4 separate regions of the Mus musculus genome follow, and regions 1, 3 and 4 are each linked to region 2. A link is a contact called in public HiChIP or PLAC-seq and promoter capture Hi-C data. All regions are on one chromosome and are shown on one strand. Each heading gives the region's core, a stretch centred on a gene start, on an enhancer-like site or on the middle of the called end of the contact. The rest is flanking DNA. Distances are from core to core; before and after follow the strand shown. Region 1 holds the start of Lpar3 (lysophosphatidic acid receptor 3). Region 2 holds the start of Lmo4 (LIM domain only 4). Region 3 holds the start of Ctbs (chitobiase). Region 4 holds the start of Spata1 (spermatogenesis associated 1).

Region 1 (2,700 bases), core at 70-2,569, 2.0 Mb after region 2:
GAAATATAAGAGCACAAGGAGGCTGTTTGGTGAGTGTTTGTTTAAAAGGTTCTGAGTGACTCTCCAGCCAGTAGTCATCTTCGAGCTTGCCGTTTGAAGTACTGGTTTTCATTTGTTTTTACTAAGTGGTACTAATTTTAATTTGGTTTTACTTATAAAAATATCTGGAAAAGAAGTGGGACACCCCTGACCCAACAAGGGTTGAAAGAAGATAATCCTTAAATTTCATCTTAAGAGTCTGCGTGCATGTGTGTGTGCTTGTGTGTGTGTGTGTGTGTGTGTGCGCGCGCGCGCGCGCGGAACCCAGAAGTTAACTTCCGGTGTCTTCCTCAATTTCTTAACACCTGGTTTCTAGCAGAGCTTGGAGCTCATCCGTGGGCTAGACAGGCTGACCAGCAAAACCCAAGGATCGTCCTGTTTCCACCTTTCCAGCACAGGGCTTGTGGGTGGGTGAGGCAAGATGACTCGACTGAGGATCAAATTCAATCTGAGCTTATGCACTTGACCAACTAAGCCATCGGTGGTACAGAGATGGGTCCCATTGAATGCACATGATTGAACGGATGGTGAAGTACGTCCGAACCCACACTCTAGACGTTTCCCAAGTGCCCCGGGCTGCCTAAGAATGACTTCACTTCACAGGATCTTGTCCTCAGCTTACCTTCTAGCATGCAGGGACCCAGAATTTGGTTTTTAGGGCAGAGAAGCCTTTTACTCTTGCTTTCCTTTCCCCGGCCTTAAGCAAAGGTGGGTCAGTTTTGAAACAGCACCTTCAGGACTGTTGACTGCGGGAGGCCAAAATGACTCCCACGAGAAACTTAAGCAGGCTTTGTTCCCTCTTGTAACACAAAGGTGACCTGTTCTTGGCCTCTGGGGTTGCTTGAACTCTAGAGCAGCTTTGGGGTTCAGGCTTTAGGGTATCAGGTTTGGTCCTGGCTGAGAGCCTGCCTCCCGTAAGTAGTGTGGGGGTAGGGATATGCTTCCCAGCAGACACCTCAAATAGGTATCTTCCATCATAGAGAGAGTCAGAGGAATGAGTTTCAGTCTGGGCATCTTTCTGAGGTATGGCTCCCTGTGTAGGGCCTCTAGATGCTACTGTCCCCTTAGGGGACCTTAGGTAGTCTCTCAGAGCTGGCTGCCCCATAGGCACCAGGTCCCCAACCAAGGCAGAGCGCCTCCATGGACCGCTGGCCTTCTGCCGTGCCGATCCGAGCCTGGCCGGCGGGGGGCGCGCTCCCGTGGGAACTTGCAGAGGCACAGGCCGGGCGGGCTGGCGGGCGGGACCGGGCCGCCCTCCACCTCTCCACCCCCTCGTCCTAGCAAAGTTGCCCGGGACTCCCGGCGCGTCGCCGCGGACGCTGGAGAGCAGGCGCTTGGCTCTGCCTGCTCCGCGTCTTCCGCTGCTGGCTGGCCGGAGCCTGCTCGCCCCGTCGCGCTCCCCCGAGGGCATGCGACAGCGGCGGGACGCTCGGCTCCCGGGCTCGGCGGCGCGGGCGAGCGACAGCGGTGAGTGCGGTGCGCAGCGCGGGATGGGAGGTTCCCGGAGCCTCTGCGGGCCGGGGCTTTTTGGGGGGATTCTTTGGTTTCTAATCCATTTCTCCAAACTCCTGGGGCGGAACTTTCCTCGCGGTGTGTGGCGTACCCTGCGCTTTCCCACTTCGTGTTTTCCCTAGAGCAAAAAGCAATGCAGATGCAAAAGCCGGGCTGCTTCGGCTTCGGCTGGGGACTGACGGGCCGGGAGCAGGGGTGCCAGGCTCCATCGCGACGCGCTTTGCAGGGGCGCTTCTTTCCAAACTCTGGGAAGTTATATGGTGATGGGAAACGGGTTCTCCCCGGGATCCCTGGGAGGTGACATTTCCCACCTTGCAGTTAGTTTCACCGGTGTGGTGGTCTGTCTGTTGGTAAAATCTCGAGGCGAGTGCGTGCGTCTCAAGATTTGGGAAATAGTTACCATGACCAGCTCTGAACGCTATCAGGGTTGTGCGGGATGAGCCAAAGGTCTCCCATCTCCCACATCACGGGCCACAATAGTGCTTTGTTTTGTAGCAGTTTCTTCATTGCCTTCTCTGTGCAAGTTGCAGCTATCAGAAGCTGCTTAGAATTTTCTCAGGCTTGTGATTTAAGGACTGGCTGAATCTTGGAAACAATTTAGTTTTATTAATGGGATCATGGGCAGGGCCCTCCAAAGCACTTAGAGGTTAATTTGTAAATGGGATGATTTTCCCTAAATGTTTCATAATTTGCCCCTGCCATTGCACACTTTTCTCCTGCCCAACTCTTGGTCTTGGAATGTCACATTAGGCTCTTCAGGGCTCCTTCTTGTAATTTGTAAGTCTGAGGACAAAGTGAATGTTAGACCTAGACAGACTCCTTTTTGCAAGTGTGTGAAAGTTGAGTGCATGCCCAGCCTTCACTTAATGCCCCTCGATTGAATTGCTAAAGAGAGTTCTTGGGTTTGCTGTCTACCGATATTTGCTTATCCTGCTGCTAGTGAGGTTTGGGTCCAAAGATTTGAATCCAGTGGACAAGTGATTAGAATTTCCCTTCTTGCTCCCACCAGAAGGAACTCCATCAGAACAGCCTCGATACTGTTTGTTTAAGCAAACTGAGCCATTCTAAAAACCTCTAACCAACAAATACTGCCTGTTAGGTGGGATCTATACCTTGAGAACCTGTGACCCCGGACATCTAACCATGGGA
Region 2 (2,700 bases), core at 166-2,665:
GCTCCCCACCCCCATCTTTAGTGAGAGGTAAATATATATGTATATTTTTTTTGAAAAGGAAACATTACACTGAGAAAAGCATCCAGTAACCCCATTAGCTAAAGCTCTTAAGGACAAGCAATACCTTAATGCTGATTAAATCTAAAAGAGATGAATCAAGAGGACTGACCAGAAAGTGACTCCCCTGATAACTAAGGACGGGCCCTCATCAAGTTTCATTTAGAGTTGGAAAAAAAAAAAAAGAAAGCTTTTAAGTTAAATAGGCTTATACTCTAGTAATTACATAGCCAAGCAATTTAGGTCCTGGGATAGTCAGTGAAATAGAAAGCAGAGCTGGCAGCTAGAGGCAAAATCTGCCCCCCTTTAACAACGTCTCTGGTGTTTTTTAATGGAGACCAAGGGAGGGACAAACGTAGCGCTGGCCATTTGTAGTACAAAAATGGATGCTTAATTCATGTCTTGATTTTAATTAGGTGATTCACCGGATTTCTCCTGGATTGGAACAAAAGACTTATAAGCCAAGAGGAATTCTTTTTAAAAGAATCAGCAATGCCAGCTCCTGGTCACTTAGAGCTTTTCGTTCCCTGTTTCAAACAGTGTTGGGGGGGGGGTCTTGACTATCGCCCCCACCCACGCACACACCACTTCTCATCTGAGCAGCCCCTGCCTTTCCTTTAGGAACTGGAACTGCCCCCAGCCCTCTCCAGGGTCCCCACCAGCCCCGTCTCCAAGAAGAACCCTTTTGTAAGCAAGGAACCGCTACAAAGCTGGCGGCCCGGGGCTGCCCTCCTTGCTAGCTCGCAGGCCGGCCTCCGGTAGTTTCAGACTCACGCATTATCTAAGGCGACGTATTGTTTACTTGCAATTTGGGACGGTCAAGGGAAGGAAGCCAAAGAAAACAGCCCCGGCCCCGATCAGTTCCCCCCTCCCTCTCTCCCTCGTCCCCTCCGGGCCCGCGGCGTCCCCAGCCACCCCCTTACCTGCTTCTCCCCTATATTGCAACACTGCGAGAGGCGGCGGCGGCGGCGAAATGCGAGCGGAGCCGCTCGGCTTCCAGGGCAGGGGCGCTGGGGCTGGCGGAGCTGGAGGGAGGGAGGGAGTTCTCGCAGAAGCAGGAAAGGGGAGGAGGGGGCTAAGGGCTGCTTTTTTTTTTTTTTTTTTTTTTAATCGCGTGGCTCTGGGGCGGGTAGAGGGAGCCCCACGCTAAGTGGCAGGCGGCCCGGCGAAGAAGTGTCAAGTCTCAGCCCGAGGGTCCCGGTCCTCAGCCCCCGGCTGCGCGCGAGCAGCTGCAGGCTCCCTCGGCCGGGCCCGCGCGGCGCAGCAGCAGCCACTGCTGCAATCGCGGCTGCAAGTTTGGCAATGTGGCTTCACTTTGTACGCGCCCCCGCCCCCGCCGCGCCCGCGCTCCTCCTCCTCCGCCGCCGCCTTCCTCCCGCCCGCCCGCCCGCTCGGGGCCGCCGGCGGCTCGGCCGAGCTCCCCCCTCCCGCGACCTGCGGCCCGGGAGCGGCGGTGCAGGCTCGGTCCCGCGGCCGGTACGAGGACGCACGGAGTGGGGAGCTGCGGGCCGGCCGGGAGCGCTGGACCGATCGGCTGCCCCGCTGCTGCTGCCCGGCTCGGAGGAGGCGGCGGCGCGGGCCTCTAGCCGGCTCGCTCGCTCCTTCGGCGGCGCTTACACATGTGTTACTGACAGAGCAGAATCCCAACTACTCCCCGGCTCTGCCGCCGACGTCAGCGACCCTCAGCCACTGGGCGGCCGGATTGTTCAGGCGGAATAATAAAACCTGCCAATCCGGGGAAGGACAAAGGGTGACTGAAACGAGACTCGGGGGGCGGGGAGCGAGGCGGGCGGCTGAGCCGGCCGGGCCCGGGAAGGCGGGGGGGGCCCGGGGTCGGGGCACGAGAAGGGACCCGGGTGGCGCGGGGGACGCGGCCAGCGAGCGCGTGCCCAGGCTCAGGACCACACCTGCCTGCCCAGCGCGCGAGGACGCGTGGAGCCCGCCCCCGCAGGGCCTCGGGGATCGCCTTCCCTGGCTCAGAGAACAGACCCTCGGGAAACTTACTTTCCCAGAAATGGGTCTCTTCCTGTTAGGGTAGAGGATTCATTCTGCCGGAGGGAGGTGCAAAAGCGGGTGTTTTGTTTAATTCTTCGGGTTGCAGATTTCAAAACCTTAAGCAAAGTGGGAAGTAGTTCCTACCTAAGTACTGCCAGCTTAACCCCATCTTGCTCCCATTAACCCCAGTGTAAACTGGAAGGAGGAGGCATTTCATAGATGCTTGTCAGTTGCTGGTGAATGCAAATCACACCCTGGTTTTCAGAGATGAAGGAAACTTTATGGGCAAAGCTTTTTGCTCACCATTCTGCTTCAGTGTAGAGGGTGTGATGCTAGCTCCCTCGTAGCCCCCTAAAGCGATGCGAGCATTTGCCAGACCTGCTGCTAGCTCACGACCCTGAAAAAAGACTAGTCGTTTCTTGTACAAACCAAGATTTGAGGAATGCTAGCTAGCTTCAGAGCCTCTTTCCAGGGCCAGAGCTCAGCCTGGATCCTTGAACATCAAGTTATTCAACTTTACTCTGCCAAATAGGTTTAATAAATCTCCGATCTGAGGTTAATACTAGGGTTGATTATTAATAGTAAGTTCCAGAGAGATTTTTCTGTTGGAAATTATCATGGAAGTGCAAAGCTGTACTGCTAAGTATC
Region 3 (2,700 bases), core at 188-2,687, 2.2 Mb after region 2:
AGTTAATTGTGGTGGGGAGACTCTGTCTGCCACTCTGGCTGCACCATTTTCTGAGGTCGTTTCAAGACTGCATTATGAAGAGGAAGGCCAGCTCAACATCTGCATGCATGCCTGCATCCTGTTTTCTGACTGTGACCGGCTGCTTCAAGACCCTGTTGCCGTGACCTCTTTGCCATAGTAGACTGTACCTTGAACTGTGAGCCAGGAAAAAAAGCTATCTTAGTTACTTCTTAATCACAGCCACAGGAAGAGAAACGAAGACAAGAAAGCAAACCTGGTTTCCAGCCTTTCCAGTCTGCCAGGATTAGAAATATATTAATTTGTTCCCGAGTATCCTTTGCTTTCCGCTCTTCTGAGAGAGCTCAGAGAGATCCTTGCTTTGACAACATTTTGGTTCTGGGAAAAGAATTTACATCATTTAAATTTTTATTGGTGTTTAGGGAGTGTACAATAAATTTAAACTCATATGCTATAATGGGTGTTTTAATTGTCATTATGAGTTTAATGACATTCAATTTCCTTTATAGCCATAAAGAGAATTTTTATTCCTGTTGCTACTTAAACAGAAGAATTCCCCAAAGAAAATGCCCAAATCTTCAAAGTGCGTTCTCCTTCCAGCATTCAGTACACGCTGAGCAGAGCAATCCAGGTCACACCCCCAGGACCTGATGACCCTGTTAGAGCCCCCTTCCCTATTCTCATAGCCAAAGGAAAGGCTTTTCTTGAGGTCATATCTCTCAAGCAAAATCACCGCACAGAGTTTATCTTTAAATTCTCTTTATTTAATGCTGGAAAATCACAATACACACTTAACCAAACATCTGGTAAATTGACAATAATATCACCCGTCCATTTTACATTTTAAAAAATACCCTGTGTAGAGACTTGGAAAAGAATGGTCTCAAACCGATTGAAGTTTAAAAAAAGAAAACAGGAGCTCTTGGAGTTTTACAGTGAACGTACTATTTACTACAAGCCAAGCACTGTGCTGAGCTATATTGGCAGGGGTGGGGTGCGGGGAGCAACGCCAAGCAAGAGATTCAAAATCAATTGTAAGATGAATGAGCAGAAAACGTTCAGACCACACAATCATGAAATGGTGTAGAGTGATGTAGAGTGATGGAGAGAATAAAAGTGGTAGAGTTACCTGCGAGTTACCCGGGTCAAGACTGTTTACCTAGCCCTTCCTAGCACTGGAGTGTAAGGAAGACCCCTGTCACATCTTACATTTACTCATAGGTAGTGCCCCCAGCAGCCGGGGTGGGATCCCAGTCAATTGGCTGCAAGTCCCACTTCTCCACAAAGTCCAGCATCAGCCCCGCCTTCTAGGGCCCACCTACCAAGCAGCAGGCTGGGTCGCTCTCCGTTTAGCATCAGGCCACGCCCCTCAGCAGAGACTCCGCCCCGCCTGCCCATAGGACATCAGGGCCCGCCCTTCAAGAGGCGTCATTCCCGCAGCCTCCACCCCAGGCATGGCGCTGTGTGGCCTCCCGGAATTCACTCTGCTGCTGCTGCCGCTGTTGGCACGGCTCTCGGCCGGGGACTGCCCGTGCTCCGAGGCTGCTCTCTGCCAACCGATCCGCCACCGTCCCGACTTCGAGGTCAGCACTCATTTGCCCGTCGGTCTGATACTCAAGGCTGTAGAAGTTGTGCGCTCACTGAGTAGCCTTAACCACCAGAGTCTTCCTCTTTTTAGATTTCCTTCAGAGGTTGGGCAACTTCCCAGGCCGCAGACTGTGTAATGCTCCTGCCTCATCAGATTCCCGAGGCCAGCTCCTCCCGCTAACCGCTCAGCCACCTGCGGGGAGGGTAGGAGAACCGGTTCTCGGTTTCCAAGGCAATGCACATTTAGTAGGAAAGTGTCCACCTCCAAAAGTACATCCGAAAGCAGGATGTTCTGCTAACCTTTGTACTTGGTACGGATTAGTTCTTTCGTTTATGGACAGTCACCCACCCAGGAAAGCGGCAAAAACAGCTATTTGAGTCCATTTTTCTTTAACCCAGCAGAATGGCGTATAAAGCTTACGGACTTACCACGAAGCATTGGTAAAATCGCGTGACCGAAGTTGATGACAGTGGCTGGACCTGGGGGTCAGCGATGTCAGGGGGTCCAGTCTCAAAAAATTTGTACAAAGAAGGAACAGTTGATGGGTCTTAAACTTATATTTGGTTTTGAGACATAGATATTTAAATGCTTGTGTTTGCATACATTGTTTAGAAAAATAGTGACAGTATTTTTGTAGACTGCCTACTGTGGAAACTGGACATTTTTTAAAAAGAAAAATTTAGGTGCATTAACGTTTCTTTGAGCAAGGGTCACTAGTAGCACTCAGATCATTAAGATCAGAAATTAAAGTTTTGGGAGAGAAAGAATTAGCTGTTTGGCAATGGATAGCTGTTACTTTTAGTTTCTGGTCCGGTGGATCTTTCCTACTGTGGTAGTTTGAATGGGAATGGCCCTCATGGAGTCATGTGTTTACATGCTTGTCCCATAGGAAGTGACACATTAACAGGTGTGGCCTTGTTGGAGGAAGTGTGTCACTGTGGGGATGGGCTTTGAGGTCTCCCATGCTCAAGCTCGGTCTAGAGTGGCTCAGTCTTTGCCCTGCTGCTTAGAACTCTGAGCTCCCTCGCCAGCATCACGGCTGCCTGGATGCTGCCATGATGATAAGGATTAAACCTCGGAACTGTAAGCCAACT
Region 4 (2,700 bases), core at 113-2,612, 2.3 Mb after region 2:
TTCCATAGTTCTTAAGTATTATTGTAACTAATATAAAGTAGAACTTTAAGTTACACGTTAATCTTAGAAATCTGCATTTTAGCATACATTACAGGTAACAAGGCACAAAGTAAAATATTTGTGTTACATTTTGCATTAATTAATTTATTTTGGAGGCACAAGCCTTTAATCACAATGCTTGGAAGGCTGTGGGTTTCGAGGCCAGCCTGGTCTACATGGAGTTTCAGGCCAGCCAGAACTACAAAGTGAGACCCTGTCTCAAACAATATGGTTTGTTCGTTCACTTTTTAAATTATGTATTAATTAATGTACGTGTGTGAATGCAAACGTTCCCAGACTCCAGTGAGGGTGACAGTAGCCCAGGACTTGGTGCTTTTGAGTTGCCCAGTGTGGGTGGTGGGAAGTGTGACCTTAGGTCCTCTGCACGAGGGCTCAGTTCCCCAGTCCTCTAACTGCCATCTTCCAGCCTCAGTTTTCGTATTCTTTACACATATAATTTCATTTCGTTTCATTTTTTTTTTCCAAGAAATCCAGGGAGCGTTTTAACTTCGGCAGTTTAAACGGCTTGCCCAAGCACACCAGGGCTAAATTCAAACCCAAGTTTCTTAGATGGTCACTGTTAAGGACTGGGTAAAACCCCAAACTGATATTAACTGCTCAGTAACGCGATGTGTTGGCCCAGAGCAAACCATGTCATTTTTCTCAGTATCCCAAAGAAACAGCACTCACGACGAACCTCCTGTTTAGAGATGTTAGGTCTCAACAGGACTAATTTAAATCTTACTAAACTTTTGAGTCCTTCTGAAAACCCCTCTGGGGTTCATCAGTTACAAGCACGAAGTCAGCAATTACAGGGACATCAAAAGAGCAAACGATCCCCGAACGCGAACGCTTTATTTTTTAAAAAAGCACGGGGGACAGATTCCAGAAAGACAGGGCTAACAGGAAGCTGTGCGGGGCGGCTCGCACCTCTCGGCGACAGGCCAGCCTCCGACCGTCCAGGGTCCCGCGGCCCGGGTCCGTTACGGCGCCCTGGGCCCCGGGCTGGGCGAGCTGCGGCCGGCGCCGCCGGTTCACCCGAGGGCGCCTCACACAGGGCTGAGCTGGCGGGACTTGGGACGTGTCACGGACGCCCCGAGGCAGCGCGGCCACGTCCCTCACCCCGCCGTCGGTCGCGGACCTCCCTCCCCGCGCTCCCGAGTCCGCCCCGGGGCGTCCTCTTACCTCGCCCTACCCAGCCCCTCCAGAGGCGGAAGGCGCCGGCCGGGCGTCGGGCCGCACCGCCCCCGTCGCCACCGCGCCCACCGGCCGCTCCGCCCCTTCTCTCTCTCTCGCGCGCGCGGGGGGAGCCCGCGGCCGTCCCGGGGGGAGGGGGAGGGGGCGTCGGCGCGCATGCGCGGCGCGCACAGCCCCGGAAACTTCGACGAAGTTCGGAGCCCCGCCCCCGCCGTCCCGCGACCTGCCGCCCCCTGCCCGGACTGACGAGTCGGCCCGGCTGTCCCGAGCGCCATGTCGGGTTCTTCTAGCGTCGCCGCCATGAAGAAGGTGGTCCAGCAGCTCCGGCTGGAGGCCGGGCTCAACCGCGTGAAGGTGAGCGGGCGTGGGCGGGCGGTGGGCCCCGGGGTTGGGGGGAAGCGCGAGCCGACACGCGGCTCCTCTGGCCGGGCTGTGGGCCGAGGGCGAGGAGGGGGCCCGCCCTTCCGCCGCCCGCCGACTCTCGGCGGCCCCGGCGGGTCTCGCCAGCGACTTCCGTCTCGCACGTCTCACCCAGGCTCACTCCCAGCCCTCGTCCTTTGAACACACACGAGTCCGCCTGGGTAGCTCCGGATGGCGGCCTGATGAGCAACTTTTGTTTGCGGATCGTCCCGGGAGTCTCCGGACTCCACCTTTGTGGGGGTCCAGCCTCGAACAAAGAGGTGTTTGCAGCAGACGCCGCGGCGTGCTCGGCTGACCTTGCTGGGGTGTCTGTTTACCCGAGAAACCGCTGGCCGCTGGCCTGGGAGCTTGCGGTCTGGTTGGGGGGTCGGGTCTTGGGCTGTTGACTTTTAGGGAAAGGCTGTCCTTGTTGGTAGACAGCTAGGCATTCAGACGCTTTGGCTCTAAGGACCGTTTGGTTTATTTTTTTCAACTCCTAAACGGATTTGGCCTCTTTCTGACGTAATAGGTCGGGTTACATGTGAAACACTTCCCGGTGATTATAAAAAGAAACAAGAATATAAGTCGCCTTGCTAGACCCTGCCAGTTTCCAAGGTGATTTGATTTTATATTCAGCAGGCTAGTCCTTATTTCTAACGTGCTTTTGGAGAAGGCTTCTATTTAGCTTTCTTCTCAAGTAGAAATGTCAGAGACTGCTCAACTTCCTTGTGGTAACCATAGGAGGAGGGTAGGGAGACGCCCAATCAGTCTTGGTTTGGACTCTAATCATATTCTCACTTTTCATCCAAGTGACTTAGTCTTGGCCAGATTAGAGCTCTGAAATTTGAAGTGATCTATTGATCATCATCATTCATATATAATAACTGTCATAAAGTAGGCCAGGAAGGAAAAAAATAGTGGGTTGGGGGAGGAAATAAAGACAGGTACGTGTAGTAATTACAGTGGCGGTACTTAACCCTGGTGGCCCAAAGCAGTGAGCTAGCTCCCAGAGGAGGACTTCCTTTTCTTTGAAAACCCTACCTGCTCTGTGGCTACCTCCTAGCT

What was found. Promoter capture Hi-C pulls out the DNA fragments that hold promoters and counts their contacts. HiChIP or PLAC-seq counts read pairs in DNA pulled down with a chosen protein or histone mark.
Region 1: a contact with region 2 is called in an H3K27ac HiChIP or PLAC-seq map of bone marrow-derived dendritic cells, with 9 times the contacts expected there. The contact joins the promoter of Lpar3 here to the promoter of Lmo4 in region 2. A contact is called at or near these places in 1 of 39 promoter capture datasets (liver) and 1 of 115 datasets of contacts at active chromatin or transcription factors (bone marrow-derived dendritic cells).
Region 3: a contact with region 2 is called in a promoter capture Hi-C map of liver, with 5 times the contacts expected there. The contact joins the promoter of Ctbs here to the promoter of Lmo4 in region 2.
Region 4: a promoter capture Hi-C map of pre-B cells shows a contact between it and region 2, with 2.7 times the contacts expected there. The contact joins the promoter of Spata1 here to the promoter of Lmo4 in region 2. A contact is called at or near these places in 2 of 39 promoter capture datasets (liver and pre-B cells) and 1 of 9 other capture datasets (liver).

What each region holds. Positions count from the first base shown.
Region 1 is chr3:146,219,642-146,222,341 of GRCm38.p6, forward strand. Lpar3 (lysophosphatidic acid receptor 3) reads left to right here and starts at 1,320. Exons shown (of 3, transcript NM_022983.4): 1 at 1,320-1,506.
Region 2 is chr3:144,203,840-144,206,539 of GRCm38.p6, forward strand. It overlaps Lmo4 (LIM domain only 4), which reads right to left and starts at 1,416. Exons shown (of 5, transcript NM_010723.3): 1 at 981-1,416.
Region 3 is chr3:146,449,030-146,451,729 of GRCm38.p6, forward strand. Ctbs (chitobiase) reads left to right here and starts at 1,438. Exons shown (of 7, transcript NM_001293672.1): 1 at 1,438-1,601. The coding sequence starts at 1,473.
Region 4 is chr3:146,498,431-146,501,130 of GRCm38.p6, forward strand. Spata1 (spermatogenesis associated 1) reads right to left here and starts at 1,363. Exons shown (of 15, transcript NM_001316756.2): 1 at 1,225-1,363. It overlaps Gng5 (guanine nucleotide binding protein (G protein), gamma 5), which reads left to right and starts at 1,406. Exons shown (of 3, transcript NM_010318.2): 1 at 1,406-1,590. The coding sequence starts at 1,510.